Regions from separate parts of the Mus musculus genome. Here regions 1, 2, 3 and 5 are each linked to region 4. Evidence: chromatin contacts called from public HiChIP or PLAC-seq data. All regions are on one chromosome and are shown on one strand. The core of a region is the stretch at or near the end of the contact, and the rest is flanking DNA. Distances in the headings are between cores, read along the strand shown. Region 1 overlaps Gm38877 (a long non-coding RNA gene). Region 2 has its middle 24 kb from the start of Gm38877. Region 3 has its middle 18 kb from the start of Gm38878. Region 4 overlaps Pparg (peroxisome proliferator activated receptor gamma). Region 5 overlaps Syn2 (synapsin II).

Region 1 (2,700 bases), core at 14-2,513, 170 kb before region 4:
CAGTAATGCCACCATCCCTGAAAACAGAACTATACTGCATTGTCAGGTCTCATGGACAATGATTGTGCATGGCTGGGTTCCCACTTTAGGTAAAAATAGGTGTGTGTGTGTGTGTGTGTGTGTGTGTGTGTGTGCATGAGGGAATGAGATATGGTCAAAGAAATTGCCTCTGAATCTCCCAGAGCTCAGAGAAACTTCAACAGCTCACCTGAAACACGTCCATCACGTGGGTAGTTAAATGAAGAGCCATTCTTCCCTGAAGCCAGGCATACTTCCAAAATTATCCCTTCACTTCTAAGTAATCATTACCACCACCAACATGCTGCCTTCAATAGCTTTGCCGTATTCCTCCCAGCATTTAAAGGGTTACAACTGTGGAGTAAGTCCCACTTCTGCCTGATTCACTAAAGAGCTCAGTCCACCCACTGGGCTTGTTCAACCCCAGCACATTTCTCTTTATCATTTCACAGAGGGGAGAAATCATACAATTTCTTTACAAAAATCTAAGATTCTGCTTCGGGGACCAGGGGCCAACTGCCTCTCTTGACTTAACGTTCAGCCTTTGGGTTTTGTTCATCGTGGGGAGGACGTGGTTACTATTTTGGCTGTCCCCATGTTTTCATTATGTTTTCTGGTAGACGGCTTCCTCTCTGAGGTCTCTCACAGATTTTATGCTTTATCCGAGGGGGAAAAAGATCAACCATGAAGTTGACTCTTTGAATCTGCTTCTGTGTCTGCCAAGTGCCCTGTGAGAAATGAGGTGGGGGAGATGAGCGTTTTCGCTGTTCATCTGTCCGCAGTGTGTGCCTCAGCACTCTGAGGACAGACGCTCACAGCTGCCATCCAGCTCCAGAAAGATGGGATTTTTAGCACTAGCCCGTGTGCGCATGCGTGTACGTGTGCGCATGCGTGCACAGGTACAAAAGCAAAAAAAAAAAAAAAAAAAAAAAAAAAACCCACAAAATTGATCTTTTTAAAAAGAAGACTATGAATATTTTAAGCTTAAAAAAATTAAGTCCAGTCCTTAATTTCAGTACCTCCTAGTTCTTTGACTTTATGAATGGAAAAGGGTGGCAAGTATCCACTGGCTTAATCTAAGGTGTCAACAGTCCCTCTCTGAAGCTATTGAAATAAGGGGAGTGCCCGCAATTACTAAAGATCTTCCGGAGATAAAAGAGCAATTGCATAAGCTTCTGGCTCCATGCATCCCAGTGAGTCAGCATTTCACAAAAAGCTCAATCCCATTGGTGCTCCAGCTCCACACATTTTGAGGAATAATTTATCCTCACATGCAGGTGAGTCACTGGAAAGGCACAGATGTGCACTCGGGTCGCCCAGAGATCTGTCTGCACCCCGGGGAAGGCTCCCTTTACCTGCTTCCTACTGGATATTTGCTTTGACCAGAGATGATGGCCAAGGCAGAAGTCTCTCTCCTGGCAGTGAGATGAGCAAGGGACAGATGGTACGGCCGAGAGGCAAAGAGCTACCTCAAACTCCCTGTTACCAAACTAAGTGCTCACGTGCTGCGAAGCTTTGGCAGCCTGAGTTCTTTCCCAGAACCCACATGGTGGAAGGAGACTACTGACTCCCCAGAGTTTTCCTTTGACCTCTACTTTGCATATGTGGCATGCACAGACATGCATTACACACTCACGATAGATGGATGGATGGATAGATAGATAGATAGATAGATAGATAGATAGATAGATAGATAGACAAATGTTTAAATAAAACTCAACTTGTTCTTGTCATCTAATTCACCTGGGAGATTATGTACCTGGTCCTATGCTTATCTGTCGTGCACCCTAGGGGGCCTGATAAGGAAGGGAAGAAATGTGATATAGAGGCACGTTGCTACCAGGTCACCCTGCAAAGAGCTTCGTACTAAAGCCTTTGCTGAAGCGGTGCCCATTAACCTCTGCCTTCCGTGTTTACACAGACTATAACTTGGCCCCACAGAACCCTCAGAGGAGGAGTGCAACCTGGGTAGCCTGCTGGTTTCCTGGATGGCCATGGAAAAGTAGCCAAGCTTATAAAATCAGATCCTGGGCGGGGTGTGACTCAGTGGTAGAATGTGTGTTTAGCCTGCTGGAAGCCCCGAGTTCCATCCCTGGCACCATAACATAAACTATCCAGGAAGGAAATCTTCCTGACATTTGGTTTTTTTCCCTTATAAATAAAACATGTAGTGTACTATTTTCTTAAAGACACACTATAAATTATCAGTCACAGGGAGTCACAGTGCAATAGGACCCTTAAACATAACGAGGCACTTAGACGTTTTCCCCAGCACTAAATACTGGTTGTAGACTTCTATTCTCTGTGGTTATGATGTTTTCCCTCCCTCACAATGTTCTCTTTGGTCCTTTCCTTACAGATATATTGAGACAGATCACATCTTCCTATTAGGAAAAGAATATTAAATTGAACTAACTTGGAATTTTTTTCTTTTATTACATATTTTCTTCATTTACATTTCAGATGCTATCCCCAAAGCCCCCTATACCCTCCCCCTGCCCTGCTCCCCAACCCACCCACTCCCGCTTCCTGGCCCTGGCATTCCCCTGTACTGGGGCATATGATTTTCACAAGACTAAGGGCTTCTCCTCCCATTGATGGCCGACTAGGCCATCCTCTGCTCCATATGCAACTAGAGACACAGCTCTGGGGCATACTGGTTAGTTCATATTGTTGTTCTTC
Region 2 (2,700 bases), core at 94-2,593, 190 kb before region 4:
TTTGTATTTTCTAAATACGCCAGTTAAGATCGTCTTCAGAGTGACCAACGAGAAGACTGAGTGGCAGGGCCTTCCTTGCCTTGGTTTCTTCACTGTCCTTGTAAGTTGTTGATATACTGCCATCAGTGCCAAGTGACTTTCCTTCCTCTCTCTCCCTGACATGGAGAGGGACTTAGAAGGCAACACACTTAACGCCACACTTGTAACGACTCACTGAGATCTTCCAGTACCACGGGCATGCATGTGCATGTGCAAATGCCCACGTGAGCACACACACAACAAAAAAACACCCACAAACAAACAAACAGACAGCAAAAGCAGACCCACTGGGCCTTAGAAAGGGTGGGCAGGTGTAACAGCCCCCACCAGTTCACAGCTGCCGCCATCTGACTGGTAAATACATGCCTATGTTGTAAGAAATCAGTATTTCATACCACAGCTGAGAGATAAATATCAACAAAAAAATGTATTAAGAATAGGCCTCCCCTGGAGTTTTGCCTTAAGTGGCTGAGATTTCTCAAAAAGCTAGTTTTTGAGCTGGTAATTGCAACGTGATGCTGTGCGCAGATGGCTTGGGAATGGGACAGGCTAATTTGAGTAGATGGGTGGGTAGTCTTAGAGGCGTAAGCCAGACTTCTAGGGCGATGGCGTGTATGGGAATTCCATGTCTATGTGTTAGTTTGTTGTCTTCTTTTTAATCTTGGAACTTGGCTTCTCTCAGATCAGTGGCCTTTTGAAATAACAGAAAATTATTGAAAGAGGGGATTGTTTTTAATATTTGATGTTCTTTCAAACACCCTACCACAAAATGAACCTTCTCAGAGAACTGTCCAGTGTCACAGACAGTGCAGGCTTTCGTGTTCAGTTTTTTTTTATTTGTTTTGTGCTGGTGATCCAACCCAGAGCCTGGACATGTTCGGTGCATGCTCTATCGCTGAGCTATACCCCTCCCCAGGCTGTCTGGAGTTTTTTGTTTTGTTTTGTTTTTTTTGTCTAAAAATACTGTTATAGATATTCATGTGTTAAAACTGAACATGAAGCAAACCTAGAGAACCTTTCCATCCAGAGGGGCAGGATTTCCCAGCCATCTCTTCTTCTTCACAATCTCCTGACCTTGAGGGGGTAGGCAGGCTCCAGGGATGAATCTATTCTTGCCAAACCAGACAACCTGCATCTCCAACTGCTCACTAATTAGGCCACCATTTTGGACTTTGATGTGACAGTTTTCAAAAGTGAACGCTGCCTTTGTTCAAAACCCTAAATTATGGCCTCACCATGTGTTCTCTACTCTCAGAATCAGCTTCCCCCATCCTTTGTCAAATGCTAGGCCAGATAAAGCCTGGAGCTCCACTTTCGTCATCGTGCATCCCTGACTCACATGCCCAGAATAATTCCCCACTGCCTAGAGCACAAGCTCCGATCTGGAGCTTATCATCAAGGCCTTCAGCAAACAGAAACCAAATCCACCCTGAGCTTGCTGCCCCGAAAGTCCCCTGCTCCAGATTAAAGCTCTCCGAACTGTCCTGACCCCACTACAACTTGTGTTCTCTTGTCTGCTCACATCTTGGGGGCAAGATGGGCTCTCTTTCCCTTAAGCTTGGCCACATAGTCCCCACCTTTATAGCCCCACCCCCATCTCACAGTTTACTACTGAGCTCTCTGATGACCCAGGGACCAGGGATCTAAGCCTTATCGCTGCTACACTGACCACGAGACTGCAGAGACCTTTCAGAGACCATTCTGTCTGCCTGAAAGATGTCAGAGTCAAACGGGAGAGACAGCCCAGCTGTTAAAGGCTAGATTCCAACCAAAAAGAAGCCAAGACAACAAACAAACAAACCTCCTGTAATTTATGTGTTTGAATCCTTAGGGGATACCTAGCTCAATGCTAATGTAAAAGGATACTCGTGACCCCCCCAGCCTTCTCTGTAGGGCCGGATTCAGCTCTCTGAGTGCTAAGCTAATGTTCATTTATTTAGAACTGGGACAACTACAAACACCCAAATCACCTCTTTAAAGCACTGACGTCTGCTCAAGCCATCCTTCCAGAACCTGGAACCCCATTCAAAGTCCTGGGTTCTCAGGACTTGTGGAAAAGAAGTCCTGTAAGACAGGGCATGTGCTAGAAAATCCATAACCCATAAATAGCATCTTTAAGATCCAGTAGCTGTTAAAGTTTCTTTCTTTGGGTCTCGAATGCTATTTCCTAAAAAGGTTTTGACACGGAACTTCAATGTTCCCAACAGACTGTAATGAATTTATTCTGACTATTCAGGGATGTGGGTCACATACATCTTTAAGTGGTGTTTTGTCTCTCCATAGTCCCCATATCACACCCTAAGGTGGTTCTTGTTCCCTGCCATGGAGATCTGAGTCTTTAAACACCATTTATTACCAGTTTAGTCCCCACTAGAGCCAGCCCTGCCACCCACTGTATATGGCAGAGAGACTCCCTAGCTGGTCTTCAGATACCAGGCAGACAGCTGCAGCTAAGCACAGGGCCATTATCAACAGGAAGAAGAAGGTGCTTCTTGATACAGACTCCTCTGAGGATGCACAGGGCTTGACCCCTTCAGTGGAGAAGAGCAGGTGCCTTGCATGCGTACCCAGTGGTGCATCTGCAGTGGTGGGAGAGGCTGAGTCACATCTGGATCCATGCCCACAGCCTCCAGCCCAGAGGAGGCAGGCCAGCAGCAGGAG
Region 3 (2,700 bases), core at 145-2,644, 140 kb before region 4:
GTGTGTGTGTGTGTGTGTGTGTGTGTGACATGTGTGCAGTGCATGAAGATGCCAAAAGATGGCATCAGATCCTCTGGGACTAGAGTTACAGATATTTGTGAGCTGCCATGTGGGTGCTGGGAATTGAACCGTCATCCTCTGTAAGAGCAACAAGTGCTCTTAACCACTGAGCCATCCCTCCAGTCCCTCGTGTATCTATTTTTTAAACCAATGACTATAAACATTTCAGAGGACAAAGTCCTTATGTAGTAATAAAAATAACTTCTAAATGTCTTAACTGAGGTGCGCATGTATTCAAATTCCATCATCCACATGCCCGGTTATCTGAGAAGTGTTGCAAATGACGAAGCACCAACGGTGAGAAGCCTGTGTAGGGTCATTGAATTTAGAAAGAGGTCTGGAAAGGAGCCAATAAAGTCCTTGGCTTTAAATAAGATCCTGGTGACATGTTTCATTTTGCTTTCTGAGATTAATTAATTATGGGAAAAGTCTTAGCATTTATTTAAAGGGTCACATGGGAAAAGTTATCCACTAGGAAAGGCCTGGCCTGAGACTGAGGGGCATTTCCAAAATGAGATGATTGACCTGTGGAAAGTTACTAGGAAAGAAATAATGTCTAACATTCGTGGTTTCCAAATTAGAAGGGAAAACTTATTTTTGAGGCCACTGTTGTGTTTGAACCTTTATACACTTTTCTGAGGGGAAGATCACGGAGAGCTCTGGAAATGAAAACTTTTCTGAGTTGTTTGTTATCTAGCAAGACGCTGGACTCATGCATGTAATTGGATTGTTATGTATTATAACACATATGGAAAGGTAGTAGGTTATACCCTCAGACATATAAATGGAAAAGAGAATATTCAGGACAGGCTCAGGCAGTGATGCACACGGGAATGGAAAGACTGAGAATAAAACTAAATGAAGACAAAAGAAAAACAAAACATTTTACCATGCAGGAACTGGTTCCAACAAGGCCTGGAAACATTTGTTAAGACCCCTGCAGAAGGGGGCAAAACCCTACTTGCTGCTCTTGCAGAAGATGGAGTTTAGTTCCCAGTACCCATAGTCTCATAGGCACTGCATCCATGCAGTGAGCACACACACATAAAAGAACAGTAAATAGATCTTTTTAGTTCTGTTTTATTGTTTTTAATTGTGTGTGTGTGTGTGTGTGTGTGTGTGTGTACATCTGAATGAAGGTGTCCATGGAGGACAGAGGTACTATGTCTCCTGAAACTGGAGTTACAGGCAGTTGTGGACTGCTGGATGTAGGTGCTGGGACTGGAACTCTGGTCCTTTGCAAGGGCAGTACATGCTCTTAACGGCTGAGCCATTGCTCCAGCTTTCAATGTGTTCTTTAAGATCCCTGAGAAACGAGAAGTCCTTTTTACTTGTTTGCTCTTTGGGGATAGGCTCTCACCATGTAGCATGGGATGACCTCAGAGCCACCCTCCTCCTCCCTCTGTGCTAATAAAAAAGAAGTTGTAAGGCCCAGCCACCTTTTCTTGATCATCGCATGTTGTTAGATGCGTGTTCATTATATCAGTAAACCCCCCCACATGGATAACTCACAACAATGCAGCAATGATAATTTTTAAAAAGAAGTTTAAAATGCAAGGTCAGGACTAAGTCTTGGTTTCTCTTCTATCTATAAACCTGGAAAGAGTTTTATATACTTTATTCCCTCTTTTTTTTTTTTTTTTTTTTCCCCAAGCTGAAGAACGTTTGAGCAATTTTTCTACCATGACATATACCTAACAAATTATCTCAGGGGTTGGGAGATACACAAGCAAAAGATCTCTTCAGGGAGCCAAACTCCAACTTGTCTTCCCTTCACTTCTCCTCTTTCGTCTGAGGTTTGAAGAAAATAAACATAATGACCAAGTCACATGTCTGTCACATCCCCAGATTCTCTGTCAGCTTCCCTTTTTATCGCTTGCCTTTCTCCCCTGTCAGAATTCTTTTACAACTTCCGAATCATTTGTAAAGGTCATAGTCACAGTTTGTCCCACATTAGCAACTTTTGCTTAAAAATTGCTTTAGTCATAATTTGACACCCGCACTTAATTTTTTTTTTTTTTAAACACTAAGTATCTCTTTGGCCGTCTGCTTGCAATTTCAAATTTTGCAGCTCTCCTCAGAGATCATCTCACACTTTCCTAAGAAAAAGATTCTCCCCACCTTGTCAGACCCAGCCTCCGGTTGTGTTCTGCAAAACTTTCTCCCTGCTTAAAAGTTAGCAGTGAAATAAAAACCTGTGGGGAAGACCTCCTCCGCGACGACTGACCCGCAGATTCTAGCAGATTTGTGCCAAGAACAAAACTTTCACTTTTATGCACAGTGGGGAACTGACTTCCCTGCCTTTCCCTAATTTAGGGTGAGTATTTATTCAGCGGCTGCATTTTGTTGGCGGTGCATGGGGATACAGGTGCAGTTCCTTTCTAGATTTCGCATTGTCTGGAATGTTCCACGCTGTGGTCCAAAATATACTTTGCGTTCCCCAAATGAGAGGAAGAGCTTGGAGGACTAGGTGATTTTCACTAAAACTGGTGCTGAGTTTGAGCTTCTCTAACGCTGGTCAGTGTCTGCCATGTAACCAATGGGATGGGCTGACCCAGCTTAGACTTTTGCTGGTTTACAAACTCTAGAACTAAAAGCTGAATTTCTCCAAAATTCAAAAACTGTCAAGAAAAGAAAAAA
Region 4 (2,700 bases), core at 139-2,638:
TTCAGTGAGAAACCCTTTCTCAAGAAAGTAAGGTGGGGAGTAAGGAAGATGCCTGATGCCAACCTCTGACCTCATGTACACAGGGTCAGGTGGGATTGGGTGAGCACAGACATACACGCACTGGTGAGAGGATTTAAAACAGTTAAATACCATCAATACCATCCTGTGTCTTCGTTTCTCGTGCTCTAGAGGAACAACTGAGCACAGGGACACTTACTCTGTGTAGGCAGACAGATAGATACTTGCTCATGGCCATTGCAAAGCACCTCATTCAACAGCTCAGACCCAGTGAGCCACTGCAGATAACTTGGGGCAGAAGGACCAACTGACTACAAGGTTGGGCGTATTCCTCCACCCTGGACCTCAGTTCCCCTTCAGTTCTTGAGTATACGTGCCATGCTTCCATTTTACTACAGAGTGATTTCTGTGAGTTACAGTGCACAGTATAGCACATATCTCTGGAAAAACAGGCTTTATGTGTCTCAGGGGAGCTCCACATAGTCATACTTTGACTCTACTCAGCCCAGAGCCTTTATACCCCTTTTAGTCAGTGAATGTCTCCCATAGTTGTTAAGTGAAAAGGACACAATATCCAAACTACTTTGAAACTAGACATTAAAAATAACTATAAATAGCAATAGGCCAACACTTTTGTGTATTTAGTAGTCCTGGGGATTGAACTTATGGCCTCATGCATGTGAGCACAAGCTTCCCTATTGAGCTACAGTCTCAGCATTATGCCAGCTTCCTACTTCTTCTATGCCAGCTAAATATTTAACTTCCTTCCCAATTGAGAAAGTTGTTTTTCCATGTCTTCTTCAGGTATTAAAAATAAACAAGGGCATCTAATTTCTCTTGAGCTGGACATCCAGCATTAACATGTCTCCTGTCCCCCATCAGGAGATGGTCATATCACAGAGTAATAGCTGGTTTACTAAGGACTAGCATATCTAATAGGCTCCTACCTACACTGTGCATGAGATTAGCAGAATGGCCTTGAATAATGACTCACTTTGAGTTATCTAGAAATGTCCCATTAGTTCTCTGTTTTCATAACCTCATGCACTTGGTATGACAGGGGTGAGGTATATTTATGAGTTTGCAACTGGCACCTAAACACTAAAAACCAGAGAGCTGGGGGCAAGGATGGGGTAATGGAGAAAATAGTGAAACATCTTAGAGTCACCCCATAGATAGGCATACATGTGAGAATCTATGTGCAGGCTCTTGTTTGGAGAGGATAGAAGACCCCTTATCTGTAACTGCTCCAGAAATAAAACTTCCTCCTCCGCCCTGGCTAAGTAGGCCGCCATCATCTCGGGACTGAGCAAACAGTGTTGTCTGAGGCAGACAGGACTGAAAGTGGAACTGCTGAGTCACTCCTGTCCACACTGGCAGCCAAGGAAGAGGCTCCTTAGCCAGTCATAAGAGATGTGGCTTTTCAGAGCACTTTATCATTTTGGACTCTCAAAATGTGTGTTTAAACTCTGGGTGACCCAGGCAGCCTTCCAGATGGGCACCATTCAGCTGCAAGTGGGGAAGGGTGAATGCAGGGTCCTCAGGTCACCTAACAGAGAGGTTGGGCAAGGGATGGGGGTGGGAGGAGGGCGTAAGGGCTGTGCTGCAGCCTAAACAAAACTTCTCACCTGCTACTGCAGCTCTGGATAGGCCAGGGAGAAAGCTCCAGAATCACACACAAGAGTCCAAAAGCCCCACTCCCCCACTTCCTAGATGTGCGGTTGCAGCAATTATTGACCTCCCTGGGCCTTAACTTCCTTATCAGCTCCCCAAGCAAGTAAAATAGCATTATATGAAGCTTTTGGCACTGTGCCTGGGACACTGCTAGGCACACAGTGAATGCTAATTTCCCCTTTCTCCTCTGTGATATCATTTGAAGTAGCTCCACTCCATCCTGCCAGTCAAAAGGCTTAAAATTCCACCAACCGTCCTTAAAATCCTTCCTACAATATAAATACCCCTAGGGAGCTCTCAACTAATCCTTTTATCAGCTATCACTTTAAGGGGATTAGTTGCAGATCAAGAACAAAACCCAAAGGGAAAGAGATACAGAGAAGGAGGAGGAGCCAAAGAAGGAGGATCAAAATCCCCTAATCCTGGGCCCCCAAGGAGACAGGGGAAGCTAGGACTGTGGATTCTCCCACCCAGAATTCCCTTGACTTTGCAGGAAACTAAGGTGTTTAGAAAGTCATATCTATGGTTTACAATCACAAGTTCTTCAGAAAGGAGAGGAGAGGAGAGGAGAGGAGAGGAGAGGAGAGGAGAGGAGAGGAGAGGAGAGGAGAGGAGAGGAGAGGAGAGGAGAGGAGAGGAGAGGAGAGGAGAGGAGAGGAGAGAGAGGAGTGGGAAATCTGAAGTTGATAAGGCTACTGTCTCAAGTTTGCTGGTTTGCTGTCATGGATCTAAAGTCACAGAGTTGCTCTTAACCCTTTTCTCAGCCCTTCCTCCTTTGTTCCCTTTGGCAGAGCCACCAGGTACATTGAGGGCAGCAACGTGTCAGGCTGGAGGGGGCCTCGGAAGAGGTTACTCTCCTATTTCCTTCCACTAACCCTTCTTCCTCTACCTATACTCCCAGCCCCAACCAGCTACCAATCCTGATAGAATTGCTCAAAACACGGAAAGCACAGAATTGAAGCAGAGCACATGGCTGAGCCTTGAGTGACTAGTACAGCAGAGCTAGAA
Region 5 (2,700 bases), core at 96-2,595, 210 kb before region 4:
TATTCACTGGCTAGGACTTTATAGTTTATAAAGCTCATTTGATGTTTTTAAGCCTCAAAACTCTTATGTGAGATATGGAGGTTGTAATTCTTTATGTGTTGACATATCAGGAAAGACAATGAAGATGACCTATCCAGAGTCACCTGGCTGCTAAGAAGAGCTGGACCATCTGACCCCCAGCTCAGAAGGGTCTGTGTAATACCATGCACCGGGGCTTTTTGGTATGCCTGTGAGGGGGAAGGAAAGAAAGGGAAACCTGGGCACTCGTGGTGCCGTATGAGGAAACTTGCTCTCCTCCATTGATAGCCAGATGCTTGACCTGTCACTTCACCAGCTGCTTCATGGGACATTCATCTCTTCTGCCCCCCAGCCCCTTTGATTGCTAAAGCCCCACAGACCCAGCAGAGCAGGATATTAATTAGCCTACCAAACCTCTATGGGCGGCAGCTTGCTCTCCTCACCGAGGAGTCCCTCAAACCCTATGCCTTCGGGATATCTCTGTTCAGGCCCAGCAGCCCTGGGGCTTTTCTTGCCTCAAGACTGCACTGCTATCTCTTACCTCTGTCATCCAAAGAACTCAAATGCACAAAGAATTAGTGGAAGCCTAGAGACGAAGGAGCCAGCAGAACTCATCTGCCTGTGACAACTTGCATCCCCTATATAGTATCTCTGGCCAGAGTTTTTCTAGGTGCTAGTTGAAGAGTTCTCACAGTGGGACAGTCAGTGTTACCTAGGCTACCACTGACATGATTGACACTAACTCTGGTGCTGCCAGGGTCACATCATCGTTTAATCCTTGTAGTCTGACCATTTGGGGAAGCCAAGATGCAGAGATGTAACTTGTCAAATCTCATAAAGAAAGTGTTTCCAGTCTCTCAACCCCTATCTCTTCACAGACCCTACCAATGGACCCCTCCAAAGAGGTGCCCAGCGTGGTGACTGCTTTCTAAGGAGGCTTGACCAAGCAAGAAGGGAGGGCTCCCCTCCCCCATTAAGACACAAATGCACCTTCAGCCACATTAGTTTAGGCAGTGGTATCAGACTGACAGCCACTTGCAGTCTTTCCATAAGCTCGGTTTCACGGGGCTTTGTTTTGTAGGCAGTTAAAAGGCTCTTTTCCTCCTCCCTGTGTGTGTGCAGCTGGCCACGGGAGCTGGACTAAACATTCTTACCTGTTTGAGTCAACCAGCTTCCTGAGAGAAACTCTGCTGCTCAGGCTGACCACGAGGTCCTGCCTTGGGCTGGCTATATGCCAAATTTTGGCAGTGACGCCAGAGTGGCCAGACTTCTGTGGAATTCAGCATCCCAGGAGGCTCTTGGTGACTGGAGACAGATCCCGTGGTAGCCAAACCCCACAGGGAATAAGCCCTCAGCCCCTAGCAGACAGCAGGCTTGTGGGAGGAGCCAGAGTGTCTCAGCCTGGCAAGGGACAGTCCTAGGGGACTCTCCTCCTGGCTTCCTCAGCCCCTGAGAAGTCTTCCATCCCCAGCCTCAGTGGAACCAGGGACAGGAGAAACTCTTCAGGCGCCATCAAGGGTAGCCAAGGCACATTCCCAGGCTCTGGCCTCTCTCCCCAAAGCCTTGGGAAGGGCACTTTGGGGCTCATTTTATCCTTGAATGTCTCACGTGTGTATTTCTGTGACTGAGGAGAGCCAGGGTCAGCCTGCATGGTGGGTGCCTCCTGTGAGGCCTGAGGGAGAGCACTGGCAAGCACCAGTCTAGATGCTTCACATGACCTCGGAAAGAGACTATCAATAAGGTTGGGACCAGAAGGCATGCATTCTTTTAGGACATGTGGGGAACTGAAGGCTAGAAAGGTTAGTTCCACTGTGCTGGAGCAACTGGGAATCTTGGTATAACATCTTCTACTACATACAGCATTGTGAGGTGTAAAGGACAGGTCACATAAAGGCCCATTTACGTGGGACACAGTAAACACTCGGGAAATTTCAGGAGAATTAAGTGGCATGTCTAGGGAGAAGTTTTAAGAGGGGAACAGTGGCCATAGGGAACAAAGATTGGAGAGATGAGTGGGGAGGATTAGGAAGCTAGTTTAGAGGGACCCTGATGCATGAGTGGCGTAGGTGGCCACCAACTGGCTTAATGCTTAAGTGTGTATCTCAGTGTCAGAACTCAGAGCAGGTCTTCTGGAACCAGTTAGAGTCTTGGAAGAAAGGGATGTTTTGTTGTTGAAGGTGGCTGACAGGTAAGATGGGCTTCCCTGCTGTGGGGTACTAAGGATAATGCAAAGGCCAGGCCTGGTACTGTATAAACTTCTATACAGTTAGAGTCATGTCATCATTGAATGGCTGAGCACTGGGAAGAGAACACTTCTACTTCAAGGGTATTTGAGCTAAAAAGTGGCCCTAGGGAGCAGGAGAGACATGGCCAGCCTCAGCCACAGGGGCAGTGCGGGGCAGGGAGGAGAGACATGGCCAGCCTCAGACACGGGGGCAGTGGGGAGCAGGGAAGAGATGGCACTGAGGTGGGAATAGGGCTTGGGGCCTTCTCCTGAGGGCAGAGGGCACTGAGAGGGAAACGGGAGGCCGACTGAAGGCACATTTAGCCCACTTTGCAGCCCAGCTTGTGGAGGCACACTCTGACATCACCATCGGCCCACTTGGCACACTTTGGCTTTAGAGAATGTTTCCGGCACACTGAAGACAAACCCCTAACATGAACTGCCTGAAACACAAATGT

The links. HiChIP or PLAC-seq counts read pairs in DNA pulled down with a chosen protein or histone mark.
Region 1: a FOXA1 HiChIP or PLAC-seq map of pancreatic cancer cells shows a contact between it and region 4. The contact joins two enhancer-like sites. A contact is called at or near these places in 1 of 15 datasets of contacts at CTCF or cohesin (the NIH/3T3 cell line), 2 of 484 Hi-C or Micro-C datasets (bone marrow-derived macrophages and uterus), 2 of 115 datasets of contacts at active chromatin or transcription factors (the NIH/3T3 cell line and pancreatic cancer cells) and 1 of 9 other capture datasets (embryonic stem cells).
Region 2: a contact with region 4 is called in an H3K27ac HiChIP or PLAC-seq map of extraembryonic endoderm stem cells. The contact joins two enhancer-like sites. A contact is called at or near these places in 1 of 15 datasets of contacts at CTCF or cohesin (the NIH/3T3 cell line), 2 of 484 Hi-C or Micro-C datasets (the HL-1 cell line and Th1 cells), 6 of 115 datasets of contacts at active chromatin or transcription factors (CD8 T cells, the HL-1 cell line, the NIH/3T3 cell line and 3 more) and 1 of 9 other capture datasets (bone marrow-derived macrophages).
Region 3: a contact with region 4 is called in an H3K4me3 HiChIP or PLAC-seq map of bone marrow-derived macrophages, with 5 times the contacts expected there. The contact joins two enhancer-like sites. A contact is called at or near these places in 1 of 484 Hi-C or Micro-C datasets (nephron progenitors), 2 of 115 datasets of contacts at active chromatin or transcription factors (bone marrow-derived macrophages and pancreatic cancer cells) and 1 of 9 other capture datasets (adipose tissue).
Region 5: a contact with region 4 is called in an HNF4G HiChIP or PLAC-seq map of pancreatic cancer cells. The contact joins two enhancer-like sites. A contact is called at or near these places in 2 of 15 datasets of contacts at CTCF or cohesin (both in the NIH/3T3 cell line), 4 of 484 Hi-C or Micro-C datasets (the HL-1 cell line, Th1 cells, muscle stem cells and 1 more), 8 of 115 datasets of contacts at active chromatin or transcription factors (CD8 T cells, the HL-1 cell line, acute myeloid leukemia and 5 more) and 2 of 9 other capture datasets (bone marrow-derived macrophages and embryonic stem cells).

The regions. Positions count from the first base shown.
Region 1 is chr6:115,312,153-115,314,852 of GRCm38.p6, forward strand. Gm38877 (a long non-coding RNA gene) reads right to left here. Exons shown (of 3, transcript XR_869368.1): 2 at 1-17. Among named protein-coding and RNA genes, the nearest start is that of Gm38877, 3.6 kb to the right of the region's middle. Within about 2 kb of position 1,264, at least 41 of the 459 cell types and tissues checked have an H3K27ac peak or open chromatin away from gene starts, as enhancers often do. A contact at or near this core is called in the NIH/3T3 cell line and pancreatic cancer cells, where this site is marked.
Region 2 is chr6:115,291,453-115,294,152 of GRCm38.p6, forward strand. No RefSeq gene overlaps it. Among named protein-coding and RNA genes, the nearest start is that of Gm38877, 24 kb to the right of the region's middle. Within about 2 kb of position 1,344, at least 16 of the 459 cell types and tissues checked have an H3K27ac peak or open chromatin away from gene starts, as enhancers often do. A contact at or near this core is called in bone marrow-derived macrophages and extraembryonic endoderm stem cells, where this site is marked.
Region 3 is chr6:115,341,882-115,344,581 of GRCm38.p6, forward strand. No RefSeq gene overlaps it. Among named protein-coding and RNA genes, the nearest start is that of Gm38878, 18 kb to the left of the region's middle. Within about 2 kb of position 1,395, at least 15 of the 459 cell types and tissues checked have an H3K27ac peak or open chromatin away from gene starts, as enhancers often do. A contact at or near this core is called in adipose tissue and bone marrow-derived macrophages, where this site is marked.
Region 4 is chr6:115,479,108-115,481,807 of GRCm38.p6, forward strand. The region is part of intron 7 of Pparg (peroxisome proliferator activated receptor gamma); the gene reads left to right. Among named protein-coding and RNA genes, the nearest start is that of Gm36301, 39 kb to the right of the region's middle. Within about 2 kb of position 1,389, at least 182 of the 459 cell types and tissues checked have an H3K27ac peak or open chromatin away from gene starts, as enhancers often do. A contact at or near this core is called in the HL-1 cell line, the NIH/3T3 cell line, adipose tissue and 6 more, where this site is marked.
Region 5 is chr6:115,270,771-115,273,470 of GRCm38.p6, forward strand. All of the region lies in intron 10 of Syn2 (synapsin II), which reads left to right. Among named protein-coding and RNA genes, the nearest start is that of Timp4, 20 kb to the left of the region's middle. Within about 2 kb of position 1,346, at least 87 of the 459 cell types and tissues checked have an H3K27ac peak or open chromatin away from gene starts, as enhancers often do. A contact at or near this core is called in the HL-1 cell line, the NIH/3T3 cell line, bone marrow-derived macrophages and 4 more, where this site is marked.